Regions from separate parts of the Gossypium hirsutum genome. Here regions 2 and 3 are each linked to region 1. The links are chromatin contacts, called in public Hi-C maps. All regions are on one chromosome and are shown on one strand. Each heading gives the region's core, a stretch centred on a gene start, on an enhancer-like site or on the middle of the called end of the contact. The rest is flanking DNA. Distances are from core to core; before and after follow the strand shown.

What was found. A called contact is a pair of places that touch in the nucleus more often than the background predicts.
Region 2: a Hi-C map of leaf shows a contact between it and region 1, with 1.8 times the contacts expected there. The contact joins the promoter of LOC107959404 here to the promoter of LOC107940460 in region 1. A contact is called at or near these places in 3 of 34 Hi-C or Micro-C datasets (leaf and petal).
Region 3: a Hi-C map of leaf shows a contact between it and region 1, with 3 times the contacts expected there. The contact joins the promoter of LOC107960874 here to the promoter of LOC107940460 in region 1. A contact is called at or near these places in 18 of 34 Hi-C or Micro-C datasets (anther, callus, fibers and 3 more).

The regions. Positions count from the first base shown.
Region 1 is chrD04:3,610,784-3,615,312 of Gossypium_hirsutum_v2.1, reverse strand. LOC107940460 (glutamine--fructose-6-phosphate aminotransferase [isomerizing] 2) reads left to right here and starts at 2,210. Exons shown (of 12, transcript XM_016873890.2): 1 at 2,210-2,603; 2 at 3,594-3,719; 3 at 3,722-3,765. The coding sequence starts at 2,348.
Region 2 is chrD04:3,832,157-3,836,685 of Gossypium_hirsutum_v2.1, reverse strand. LOC107959404 (26S proteasome non-ATPase regulatory subunit 12 homolog A) reads left to right here and starts at 1,978. Exons shown (of 13, transcript XM_016895463.2): 1 at 1,978-2,102; 2 at 2,365-2,421; 3 at 2,534-2,731. The coding sequence starts at 2,419.
Region 3 is chrD04:3,743,545-3,748,073 of Gossypium_hirsutum_v2.1, reverse strand. It overlaps LOC107960874 (aspartic proteinase 36), which reads right to left and starts at 2,163. Exons shown (of 11, transcript XM_041091709.1): 1 at 1,525-2,163; 2 at 836-965; 3 at 454-701. The coding sequence starts at 1,763.

The DNA.
Region 1 (4,529 bases), core at 961-3,460:
ATATTAGCATCTAAAATACCTAGGTGAAAAAAATATTTCACATATAAAAATTATATTTACTAAAAATAATGATATTTGAAATAATTAATTGATTTTTATATTAGAATTTATCATACCCACAATATAGGTTTGATTTTATAATATTAGAATTTACCATACCTATAACGGACGTGAACAAAATAAATATTTAACATATAGAAATGATATAAAAAATATACAAAAAATTAGTTGATTTCTTAAAAGAATAAAATATGTTTAACGTAATGATATATATAAAAATATATATATTCATTATATAACTACATATTTATTATTTTGTCTATATAAATAAATAAATTATTAATTAAAAACATAAAATAAAAAACTTGAAAATTATATGTTTATTAATAAAAACTCATTAATTAGGTCTGGAAACAATATGCATTAAAAAAGAAGGATAAACTACTAAAATAGTCACTTTTGTTTGCTTCAGGTTACATTTTAGTCATTTATGTTTGAAATGTTACGTTTTAGTCACTTATGTTATCGTGTTGTAACATTTTAGTCACTGAACCGTTTATTACTGTTAACTGTATAATGGTAAGCTGATGTGACAGTTAAATCATAGTTTCAAATGAAAATTTTAGGTTAAATTTTACAATTAGTCTCTATATTTTTTTTTCATTTTGAGCAATTAATTTTTTTCTTTTATGCTCTTTTAACTTCTTTTTTTTCATTCTCTTCTGTTTCTCCCTTTGTTTTCCTATTTTCTTCATTTCTTTTAACGTAATTTTTTTATGTTTTCCATTTGTTAAAATTAGTTCACAAGCTTGCCTCACTCTAAAAAATTAGATTGTTCAAAAATAAAGGTATAGAGACTAGTTTTAACAAATGACAAATATAGAAAACTACGTTAAAAAAATGTAGAAGGGAAGAAAATAAAGGGAGAATCAGAAGAGAATGAAAAAAAAAGAAAAAAAGTTAAAAGAATATAAAAGAAAAAAAATTAAATTGCTCAAAACAAAAAAAATATGGGGACCGAATGTATAAATTAACTTAAAATTTTTATTTGAAATAATGATTTAACATGTCACATCAGCTTTCGGTTACACTATTAACGACAATTAACAGCTCAGTGACTAAAATGGTACAACGTGATAACGTCAATGACTAAAATGTAACATTTCAAACATAAATGACTAAAATGTAACTTGAGGTAAATAAAAGTGGCTATTTTAACAGTTTGCCCAAAAATAAATAGCGTTTGATATAAAACGGTTTGCCCAAAAGTGGACTAGAGTTTAGCCCTCGTCACAGAACCGTCAGAGGCAATTTGCCAAAAATAGATAAAACAAAATGGTTACTAGCTTAAGAAAAGAATTAACCCTGACTTCTGAACGAAATAACAACTATGCCATTTCCGCTAATAAAAAAATCCCAAATTATTTTTGGGTAAACTACTAAAATAATCACTCTTGTTTACCTCAGGTTACATTTTAGTCACTTATGTTTGAAATGTTACCTTTTAGTCACTTACGTTATCGCGTTGTAACATTTTAGTCATAAGCCATTAATTGCCATTAACAGTGTAATAGTAAGCTGATGTGGCATGTTAAATCATCATTTCAAACGAAAATTTTAGGTTAAATTTTACAATTGGTTTCTATATTTTTTTTATTTTGAGTAATTTAATTTTTTCTTTTATATTCTTTTAACTTTCACTTTTTCCCATTCTCTTCTGCTTCTTCCTCTGTTTTCCTCCCTTTTTCATTTCTTTTAACATAGCTTTTTTATGTTTTTCATTTGTTGAAACTAGTCCACAAGCTGCCTCACTCAAAAAAATTAAATTGTTCAAAAAATAAAAGTATAGAGACTAATTTTAACAAATGGAAAACATGAAAAAACTCGTTAAAAGAAATGGAGAAGAGAGGAAAACAGAAGGAGAAATAGAAGATAATGGAAAATAAAGAAAAAAATAAAGTTAAAAAACATAAAAGAAAAAAATTAAATTGCTCAAAATGAGCAAATAAGGGGACTATTTGTATAAATTAACCTAAAATTTTTATTTGAAATAATTGTTAAACTTGTCAAATCAGCTTAGCGTTATACCATTAACGGCAGTTAACGACTCGGTGACTAAAATGTAATATAAACTAAGTAAAAAAAAAAAAAAGACTATTTTTAGAGTTGACCCGTTTTTAACAAAAAAAAGTCAGAATAGCGAAAGTCAAAAGTCAAAATTATATCCATCTGATCTCTTCCAGAAAAACTGAGGGGAACAAAGATCGAATCAGAAGCCAGATCATTTTTATCCTCTTTCCTCAGAATTTCGATTTATTTCTCCAATTGGAAAATTTGAGTGAAGGAAATGTGTGGAATATTTGCGTATTTGAATTACAACGTGAACAGAGAAAGAAGGTATATTCTTCAAGTTCTCTTCAATGGCCTTCGTCGTCTCGAGTATAGAGGCTACGATTCCGCTGGAATTTCCATCGATGACTACTTCTCAGTTTCTCGCAATCCAAACACCCCTCAACCATCCTCCATCAATTCTCTCTCTTCTTCCCCTCTCGTTTTCCGACAGGAAGGCAACATCGAGTCCCTCGTCAAATCCGTTTACCAAGGTAACCTATGAACTCTTCGATTTCTCTTTCAGAGTTCTGATTTTTCGGATTTTCTCGGTTCTAAGAAAAAGGAACTCAACCTGGGTTCTTAACGGTGTCGGCCTGTCGGCTTGTGCAGACAACCTGGTTCTACTCGCTTCTTAATCGGTTTGGGTCAGGTCAAGTTAGGCTTACAAGACCAGGTTTGGCGGGTCCAGTAGTGGTAGCAACTTAAAGGAAAAGTAAATAGCAGGAAGGGATGCTCTTATTGTAATTAGTTTATATACACACATCACTTTTTATATGAATGATATTTTACCTATTCGATCATAATAATTCTACTCTAAAAATGGATTTGATATATCTCTCTCGTATCATTGATTGAAAATACTATCTTTTACTTGTATATATTTAAGGGTTGAATGTTTTACAATTCAAAAACTAGTTATACATTTGTAATTTACTCAAAGCTCAATTCATCTACATGAATAGACTATTAAGTATAACAGTTGGATAGTTAAAATTGTTAATTATATACGAAGTTATGAAAATGTGTAATTGTGTAAGTTGATCCTTCATATATATATCGTTAATTATTATTACTATTATTACTTTAATTTCCACGGGGTTAGCTGAAGCTGAAATGTAAGTTAATTAATTAAATAGTACAATTTATTTTTATTTTTATTTTTAATAAATCTTGGAACATATTATACATTCATTGCAGCAGCATATCTTATAATGGAAGTATATGACTTGTTTATCAGTGAATAAAATGTTATTTTAATTGTTTCTCACAATTTAATTATCACTTTTTATGAGAAGAATTCATTTTGAGTGAAAAAGCTGTAGTTCTCTTATGTTCTTTATCTGTAGGATGTTAATATTAGAAAGAAGAAGAAGAAGAAGAAAAAGAAAAAGACTTGTTTGCCTCCAATGGCCACTTTTATTTATTTAATTGTGTTTCCATAGGCTTAGTGGTTGAATTAATGGTGGTTTTGGTACTTTCAGAGGTAGCTGCAACAGAGTTGAACTTGGAGGAATCCTTTACTACCCATGCTGGTATAGCACACACCAGATGGGCTACCCATGGGGTGCCTGCTCCAAGGAATAGTCATCCTCAGACTTCTGGCTCTGGAATGACTTCTTGGTTGTTCACAATGGTGTTATCACTAATTATGAGGTTTGCTTAAATTTTTAGTGACGATGTTTCTCATTTTCTTACCTAAACTCTCTTATGCATTCTTGATGGATTTGCAACCTAGGTTTCTATACTGCAATTGTTGATTATTTAACATTTTATTTTAGAGGATAAAATATTACATGTGTATAAGGTAAGCAACTGATAGATGGATTGATAGATATCTGTCCAGTTATGTTTTTATGTACCACTAGCGCTTATTTTCTCGACCTTAATCTTCTCCCTCTGTTCTTGCAACATCCTCACCACAACTCATCTTTATGCTTTGATAGTGGTCTAGTTCCTACAATAAACCTTGCAAGAGACTCAAATATCCTATAACAGATCAATTCCTTTATTTGGTTGCTGAAATGTTTGTCTTAATTTCATAGATTTGTGCAACATCATTGATCTTGGAATAGGTCTGCTTAATAGCATCCCAAATTTCCTTTGGAAAAAGGAAGAAACATACATGAATCACTAATCTCTAGAAGCGTCGAATTCTATAACAAGACACCACCATGGAGTCTTGTTCATACTATGCTTGCAATTTAGGATCTTTTGGGTGGCCTTTGCCCAACATGTGACTCAATTTCCCTCAACCCTTCAAGAATGTACGAACCAATTGTGACCATTTCATATGATTCTCACCATTCAATCAATAAGCAGGTCGAATGTTTTGCAACTCTTCAGTTTCTGGGATTGAAAATATAGTGGGTTGGATCATGGTAGTGTCCATGGCATGGCTAGTTTCAGTGGAACTTGAC
Region 2 (4,529 bases), core at 729-3,228, 220 kb before region 1:
TGCATTACAAGCCATTTATATGTTGGTAGTTGAGGCCCCACATTTGATGGGGATCCAATCATGGTAGATCATAAACATATAGAAAAAAAAAAACTTCATCCCTATCATTTGTCCGATTTGTATTTGATGAATTATTGCCGGTAAACTACACCGATAATCATTTAACCATAAAAAAGTTATTTTAAATAGGTATTTACTTTACATAGTTTATTATAGTAGAGACTATCATATATATATATATAATTATATTCATTTCGATAGAATTATTTGATCTTAAAAGGAATCTTCTATAATCTCGCACGTGAGAGGTTATTTCTTGGTTTCGTCTAGTCATTAATAATTTGATTGTTTTTAGATAATAATAGGTAGAAACAATGCTTGTAAGGAGTACTATGGAACCAATAAATATAAGTCTATTTGCCATCCACACCAGAATAATTAGAGTTTTTTGAAAAGATTTGTTAATGGAGGAAGACCTCTTAAAGATAAGAGACATAAAGCCAAGAGAACCAAAAAAAAATCTTTTGCGTATAATATTACATAATCTCGAATGTTATCAATTCTGGTACGTAGACCAAATAATACAATGCAATCAAAAGTTCCTAGATTCATGGAGATATAGAACAACATAGAAGTTACTCTAACAATTATTCTATTAAAAACTCAAATGGAAATATAAGGAAATCTAACATAGAATTATTTCTAAATTTTTAAATTTAAGTAAAATAAAAAAAATTATCATTTTAATCCCCCAATGAATTTAACCATTTTCTTAAAAAAAATGTTTAACCCTAAAAATTGAGACATCAACCACCTCCTCTTTGAAGGAAATTGATGGCAATTGGCTCAACGTTCCCTCTTCTTTTGAGAGCTCCTCCTCCTCTTACATCTCCTCTGTTGATGTTGTCACCATTAACGGTGTCATTGTTTCTACTCTCTCTTCACAAAGGAGAGGAGTACCAAAATAAAGTTGAACCTTTCTTCTAAGCAACAAGCTTTGTCACGTTCCTCGAGAAGCATGAACATCGAGGGAAAGTAGAGTGAGATCTTTGATGAGTGGAATTGACTTTGAGATCCATTCTTTAAGTGAGATCTTTGATGGGGTTTCCATTTTCCCTTCAAACAATCAATTCAAAGCATGAATCTTCAAATATTTCATAACTATAAAGATTTCTCTAACTTCTTTCTGTGCGACTTTCAGAACTTCCCTCTTCAATAGGTCAAATTTAAGACTCAAAAAGATTAAATATTTTCTTTTTAGACAGTTTATCGATTTCTCTAAATGGGGTTTCTTCTTCTATCAAAGTTTTTTTATGTTTTTTTTTAATTCTAAGTTAAAATTTGAGGAAAGAGATGAGTTCAGATTTATGTATTTTTTCAACTATTTAATTATTATTTTTCTTTTATTTTAGTTAAAAATTAGTATTGGGCAAATTATATTTTAATCATTTGAAGTAATATACAACATTTATGATGTGGTAAATTATGTTATGTGGTATTTAATGATTGGTTCACTTGTCAAAAATAAATCATGTCAGACTTATGTTAGAGCTTTTAATGGGAGTAGACCTAATGTGAGAGGGTTTGAGCAAAAATATAGATGTGAAAAATGGGTTTGAACAAAAAATAATGCTCGTTTTCTAAACGAGTCGGGGCTCGGGTAAGATCTTTTGGGCCCTATCCGACCCGAATTTGCTTAAAATTCTTCACTGTTGTTTGCTGCCATTTTGTTGTTATTATATTGCTACTATTTTTTTATTTGGATATATAACTCTTATTTTATTATTAATTTTGTTACTATTTTAGAGGTATTTACTTGCTAAGTTGTAATTATTATAGTGTTATTTAAGTACAAAAATTTTTGTATATTATTACAAAACAAACTAAGTTAATAATTTATTTTGTATATTGTAAATAAGTGTACATTTGGGATGAAAAATAATTTATACAACTTGGGAAAATTAAAAATAACATAATCATTGGTGTCCCGAATGTATGCCACAATCGGGTGAGCGTCGAGCACGCCTAAATTCCGTCGCACTATTTGGGTTGGTGACTCCTCATCGTCTTCATATTCGTGCGCACATTGAGGTTGATTATTAGTATCTTTTAACGGTTGGAAAAATTATAGTTGGAATAATTGTCGATTTTTATTCTCTCTTCAAAATTAATATAAATAGATAAATTTTAAAAATTTCTGCCTATTTTCTTCTCTTTTTTTCAGCATAGTTATAAAAATTAGCGAAAAAACCTTGTATTCCATATGTACCAAATAGAAAAAATTAGAACCCGTTTTGACATGGTTGTCCGGTTCGGATTTAAAATCTGCTTTTCTTGTTATTTCCTCAACTAAAGCAAAAACAGAGTTTGGATTTTCATTTTCTTGCCGCTGGGTTTTGTCATCTGAAGCCTGAAGCTATGGTAAACCTTCCGTTATTAATCGTCCCTTCTTTTCTCTTCAGATCTGAAATCTCCATTTTTTTCTACTCCAAATTCTCACCAATTTTCCTTTTTCATTTGGGAGATCTTACAGGAGGTTAAAAACGGAAATTTGGAGGCGGCGATCGACCAGTTGCTTAATGTTGAGAAGCAGATGCGCTTCGCCGGCGATGTCGCTGGAACCAAGAAAGCGGTTACTGACATTTTGCTGCTTTGCTTTGAAGCTAAAGATTGGAAGTCTCTCAACGAACAAATCGTTAATTTGTCCAAGAAACGAGGTCAACTTAAGCAGGTAATTAATTTTTGACGTTTTCTCTTGACCAAAATTGATTATGTGGAGGCGGCTATTTCAGGGAACTTTTAGGGTTCTTTTTTTCTTTTCTTTTCTTTTCTGAATTTTTGGTGATTTTGTTGCTTTAAATGATCATTTAATGGTTCTAATTGTTATTTGAGATGCGGGTGTATTGAAATGCTTCACATTTCATACTTATATTTAGCTGAAATAAATTGTTGTTTTTTGTGTTTAAACAATAGTTTTGTTGCTTTTCTATTATAATGAATAGCAGCTAGGCATGGAACTTGATATTCATACATTATATGAAGAGAAGGCCGTTTATATATATTTGTGAACCATATTTGTGAACCTTCTTTAGAGTAGATAACTCGCCTATTAACTCTAGTAAAATTTTACTTATTTTTGCTAGTATAGTTTAAGTTCAAGAAAGATTGAACAAAGAAAAAAAGTTCAAAGTCTCAGTTCAGATAGATTCAAGATGAGAATCGTGTCTGGTGATATACTGAGATGAAAGGGAAAGAGTTAATAAGAAGGAAGATAGTGAATCGAATGCTAAATTGTTTATCAGTTTCTGATAATCCTAACTAGTGAAACAGTTCCATTCTCACCTCTCTCTCTTTGTTTACCTCCTAGCCTGTTGTTGCTTGAATGTGCAACTGCTGCTATACTGATATGAAAGGAGTAAGAGTTAATAAAAAGAAAATAGTAAATTGGACTACTAATTCTTAATTGGTCTCTCTTTGTTTCTCCTAGCTTTCCTTGCTTGATTGTGCTCTTTTATTTTCTACCTATTGACATGAAATGTTTATTTATGCTTATTTATTTGCACAGTTATGTAGTAGGAAGCTTTTGTTTTGATAAATATTAATAAGGAATCTTATAGACTAGCTCTGATGTTTTTAGTCCATTTGTATTTTCATATTCTCAAGCCTTATTAGTTCATATTAGTATAATACCACCGTAGATTCCAGTTAATTGATGCTAACTTTTCATGCAATCTAGTTATATTTGTTAGTAAATTTGAATAATAAATGAAGATCGGTTTCAACAAACTATAAATGCTACCTCTGTCACAAGTGTACTATTGTTGTATGCCCTAAAAAACATTTAGTTGCTGACCAGTTCAAGTTTCAGTTGCTATTAATAGACAACACATCTTGCCAGCTTACCATGGAGCTAAATTTTTTCTGGTTTCCAGAAATCTATGTTGCCTTTACATCCTGCCCTTCTCACTATTCATCCTTCTGTTGGCTTGGCTCACTCTTCAATAAGTCAACATTGCCCAGCTTGCTAATGGCTACGCTTCCCTAAATTACTTATTTCTTTGGCCTTCACCATTATCATTTCTTCACCTTTGCAGTTCTTGAGCTACCAACCTCGATTTCTCTTATAAAGGCCACATCCCTCTTTATGAAGCTTCAATATTTCCCCACTTTATGAAATGCTAGTGGCTACTTGTTGCAGAGGCTATTTCCCCTTTGCTCTTCTTAAGCTACTCAACCACCCCAAGCATCCACTGTTCAGCCTGCAGTGATTAATATTAATCTTGTCCCCAAAGCCGCAAAGAATAATCTAAAGAAGCTACAATTCTCAGTTAAACAGACGAGGGAAGATATTAAAAAGTATATAGCGTCAATTGAAGCCTTGGCAAGTGTTAAGCGATTAAGAAGGCCCAAGAAGCGTGACCAACCTTGTAACATTAAACAATAATTAAAAATGACACCATTATATTTTAAATTAATATTAATTTATGTAAAAATGTCAAATGAATTAATGTGCTAAAGGTTAAATTATT
Region 3 (4,529 bases), core at 914-3,413, 130 kb before region 1:
CATTTTCTGCCTTGTCTGGTAAGATCTTAACCTAAGAGCAGAACTAATATTTCAGCATAGCAAGGCACAACGGTATCTTATATTACAGCCAAACACTTAGAGAGAACCATAAAACTGTCTTTGTCAGCTATAGCCTCTGACAAGAGTGCTCAACAAATCTATGAATACTTGATTAAGACTTCAAGCCCCAAAATGAAACTACCCATCTATTTGTGCACAATATACATATGATGTAGGACAAATAATAGTTACAAACTGTTCCTAGGTCAAGACTGAATGAAAACTAGCCTCAAAGCCAAGGCCATGCTCAAGTGAATTATAAACATTTAGCTTCCTAGTAGACCAACCTATAAGGACCATTTTCATGAACAAGGAGAATAAGCAAGTAAGCAACAATAGCAGAAAACTAAGCTGTGTCCTGAAAAATCAGAATCCATCAGAATTCCAACTCACCCGAATACAACAGTCCCATTTGTAGATCTACTTTGAAGGTTACCAGTCACCTGCTCCAGTTTCATATTGTCCTTTACAAAGTATCCAGCTGTTGAGCTTCCATCACCATAAACAACATTATATTGGCACTGAAGATTGGACTTGCAACCAGGGAGTGGACCATCATATGTCGAAGTACAAAAATCTTGATCACAATAAACCAGGCTTGAAGTGGAGGACTTCTTTGGATCATATAATGTTAATCCTAGCTGCAATAGAGTAACCAAACAATAAATGTTTTCACAACAAAAATTTATCATAATAAAAAGAACACAATAGCCACAACTTTAAACTAGACATAGTACTCTACAGAGATTAAGATCTAGTTATAAAATGAACATACACCGAGGTCACTTTTTGTGGGGCACTTGTCACAACCAGCACAATTCACCCATAGAATGTCACTTCCAGTATCAACTTGCACATAATAGTCCTTTGATGGATTTCCTAATCCAATTTTAGCAAAATAAAGCCTGAAAAAGATTAAGAAAATGAGAGATAAACTAGCACCCCAAAACAAAATTAATGCAAAGAAAATTAACCCCTATTTCTGATAGATCCAATAGAGCAAATCAGCTGAATATTAAGCTACCATTAGCTTTAAAAAAATTATTAAGTATATGCATTGGGTGGAATTAGAGGGCAATTAAGCATTTAACCAAAGGCACCATGGACTTTAACCAGCTGAAATTTTCAACTAAATAAGATAAAACTCAAAAGTAATTGAAAATAATAATAAATTCAATCATACCTGACCCTCTGAATAAGAAATTTAAAATAAAATAAAAAATCCTTTCTTGCAGCAATCGGACCTCATGCAATAAGTGAACTCTACTATAATTAACCATCATCATAGAGAAACATCAAAATTCAGCCAAACTAAAATTCTCCTGGAAAGGAAAAATAAGAATTCCCTTCACCTGATTCGGTTTTACTCCAAAAAGAATTCCTTCAAACATAACATATAAAGGAACACAAATATTTATACATAGAACCAAAAGTAATTCAGGGAAAGAAAGAAAGAAAACTAACCCAGTTTCAGAAGGATGACCATTGCCACCTAAAGGGAGATCCACACCGATAGTAGAGAGAAGCCTACCATGACGACGGATATCATGAGCTCTCAATGCACTTAAATTCTTTCCGTGGCCTGCAAATTTACGTAACACATTTAAAGTCAACACGTTCCCAAAACAACCACAACCGAATTCACCCACCACCGTCACCGCAACAGTCACAACCACCAACGCTAATCTCCTTAGATCCATCATCTCTAACGATTACAAACAATCACCCCCCTCTCTCTCTCCCTCTCTCTTTGGCTCTACGAATTTCAAACTTAATTTCGTTATTGGTTTTTTTGTTTTGCCTAGGGTTTTTGTTAAAATTTAAAAATCCAAAGAAGATTCAAAGAAGGTAGGAGAGAAAGACAACGAGGGAGAAGTGGCATAGACGGAGACCAAAATTCATGAAGAAGAAGAAGAAGAAGAAGAAGAAGGAGTAGGAGGAGGATAGAAATGCGCGTTTTCAACGCCAAATGATGCGTCCTTTTTGTAAAGCTGAAGCACGAGGAGTCTAAGGTATTTTTCTTGTATACTATGAAAACGTCGGTCGCTCATGCTTCGTGTTTGCCTCTTCCTTTTTTCTTTTAATTGTTATTTATTAATGTTGTAAGAACCAGAAGTGCTCACATTCTCGATTAATAACTGTAAAGTAAAATACACGAAATTCATAAGCGATTCCATTTATTCAACAGTCAATTTTTTATCTTTATTTTTTTATTTTTTTATTATCTATAAATTATAATTATTTATTAAATTTATAATTTCCAAGTATAATATAAGCGAAAGAAAATTATTATGATTATTGTTAAACATAATTTGAATAGAAAATTTATTTTTCGAAAAATACATTAAATTTATTTTCGGTGAATCGACTTCTTTACAAAAAATACTTTTTAGTATAAATTCTTTTTGGACTAATTGGTAAGAGATTTTTTTTGACTAATTGGTAAAAGACTTCTACTATTTTTTTTTGTGTTAAAAGGGAATAAACAAAGAGGGTTTGCAAAATAATTAACCCTATTTAAGGTTTGTGCTTTTTCAAAAGTAAATTTAAAGGGAAATTTTCATATCAGGTCCTTGATATTTTAATTGATCACATTTTAGTCTAGTGTCGCCAATATATCAAGCGGTACCGGCAGAACACTATAAGAGTGTTGAACTTTTGTTATGTATTTGTTCTTAAATTTTCAACTAATTATCAATCTTTTCTTTTATATTTGAATCCATTATTTTAGATTTATTTTCATTATAAATTTGGAAAGGGTTTGACTTTCATTTAGATAAATTTTTGGATATTTTAGATAATTAATTAATAAAGAGATAAATATCAAAATTATACATGAACTATAGTTTAATGTGTAATCGCATACATAAATTTTGATTTTGTGTAATTTTTTACATAATTTTTTTATTTAATCCAATTCTTGTAAATTATTAACACAATTATTGATATAATATTATTTTCTATTTATATATTGCATACATAAATAATTATATTTATCTAATATAAAAATAAATTAACGTTTTTTTTTGAGAAAATATAAACTCAAAAATGCACTTATTTTCATTTAGAAATTTTAATTTCACGAAAATCAGGAAGGAAGTTAAAATTACAATAATTGTAAAATGCGTTTTTTTATATATATTTTTGTGTTTTTTATTTTGGCTCTTCCCAGCTCTACAAGACTTCTTTGCTTCACGTTTTCTTTACTTTTATTTCCTTTTGATTCCTTTCCTTTTCATATGTGCTTTGCCAAGAACTTCTTTTCAAGTCATCTCTTTAGGGGTGCCTACCCTTTTTGGAGGATCAATTTTTAAAATATTAATATTTGTATTATTTAAATTTTTAATAAGATATTTTTAACCTATAATTTAATAATGGTTTAAATTTTTCAAATTTCTCTATGCTCTTCTCAAATTTAAAATTTAATTTTTATCCTTTAATTTTGAAATATTAAAACCCTGTACTTTTTTATTTAAAAATCTTGAATCTCTCGTTTGTCATTTAAGTTAATGATGTTAAAAGTAAAATAACATTTTTAGCCTTCAATATTCATAGTGTTTTGTTTTTTTTTGTCAATGTGGTCATTACCTTTAGTGGTACATATTTTTTTAAATAAATTTTAAAATTATTTTTTCACATTTTAAATAAAACCATAAAAATTAAAAGTTATATTTAAAAAAATAAAAACACTTTAAAATTCAAAAAAATAAAAATAATTTTAAAAATATTAAAGAAGTTCAAAATTCAATGTTTTCTAAACCAAACCAGATCGACCAATTGGATCGAGAATCGACTGGGATATCAATTCAATAAGAGGTAAAAAAATTAGTTGACCCGTAAACCAATACAGACTAGTTGAACTAAGTTAAAAGACCGATTTCACCGATAATTGAACTGATTTCAACTAGATTGATCAATTGGCTCCCTGAATAATCGATTTGACCTATTCAAAGCAATTAAATTATTAAAATATCAAAAATAAAAAATTATAAAAATTGATTCAACTAATTTTTTTAACCCAATTCAATCAATCCGTATAAATTTACAGTCAACCGACTTTTCCAGCCCTCAATATTTATAATTTTTTGTCAATCTACTTCATACCCTTTAAAAATAATGTAAACTTTTTAAAAGAACTTAAAATTTTTCATATTCAAACAAAATGCATAAAAATTTTAAAAATTATATTTTAAAAAACTAAAAATATGAAAAAAAACTCTTTAAAATTCAAAAATAAAAATATTTTTAAAATATAAAAATTTCCAAAATTCAATGTTACTTAAATCAGATCGGTCGGACCAAGAACTAGGTTGGATATTGATTTGGTGAGAGGTAAAACACAAGTTCACCCATGAATTGGTATGAACTGGTTAAACTGAGATAAAAAAATAAATTGAACTGATTTTTATAATTTTTTAATATGTTTATTTTTTAAATAACTTATTTGCTTTAAACTAGTCTGATCGATC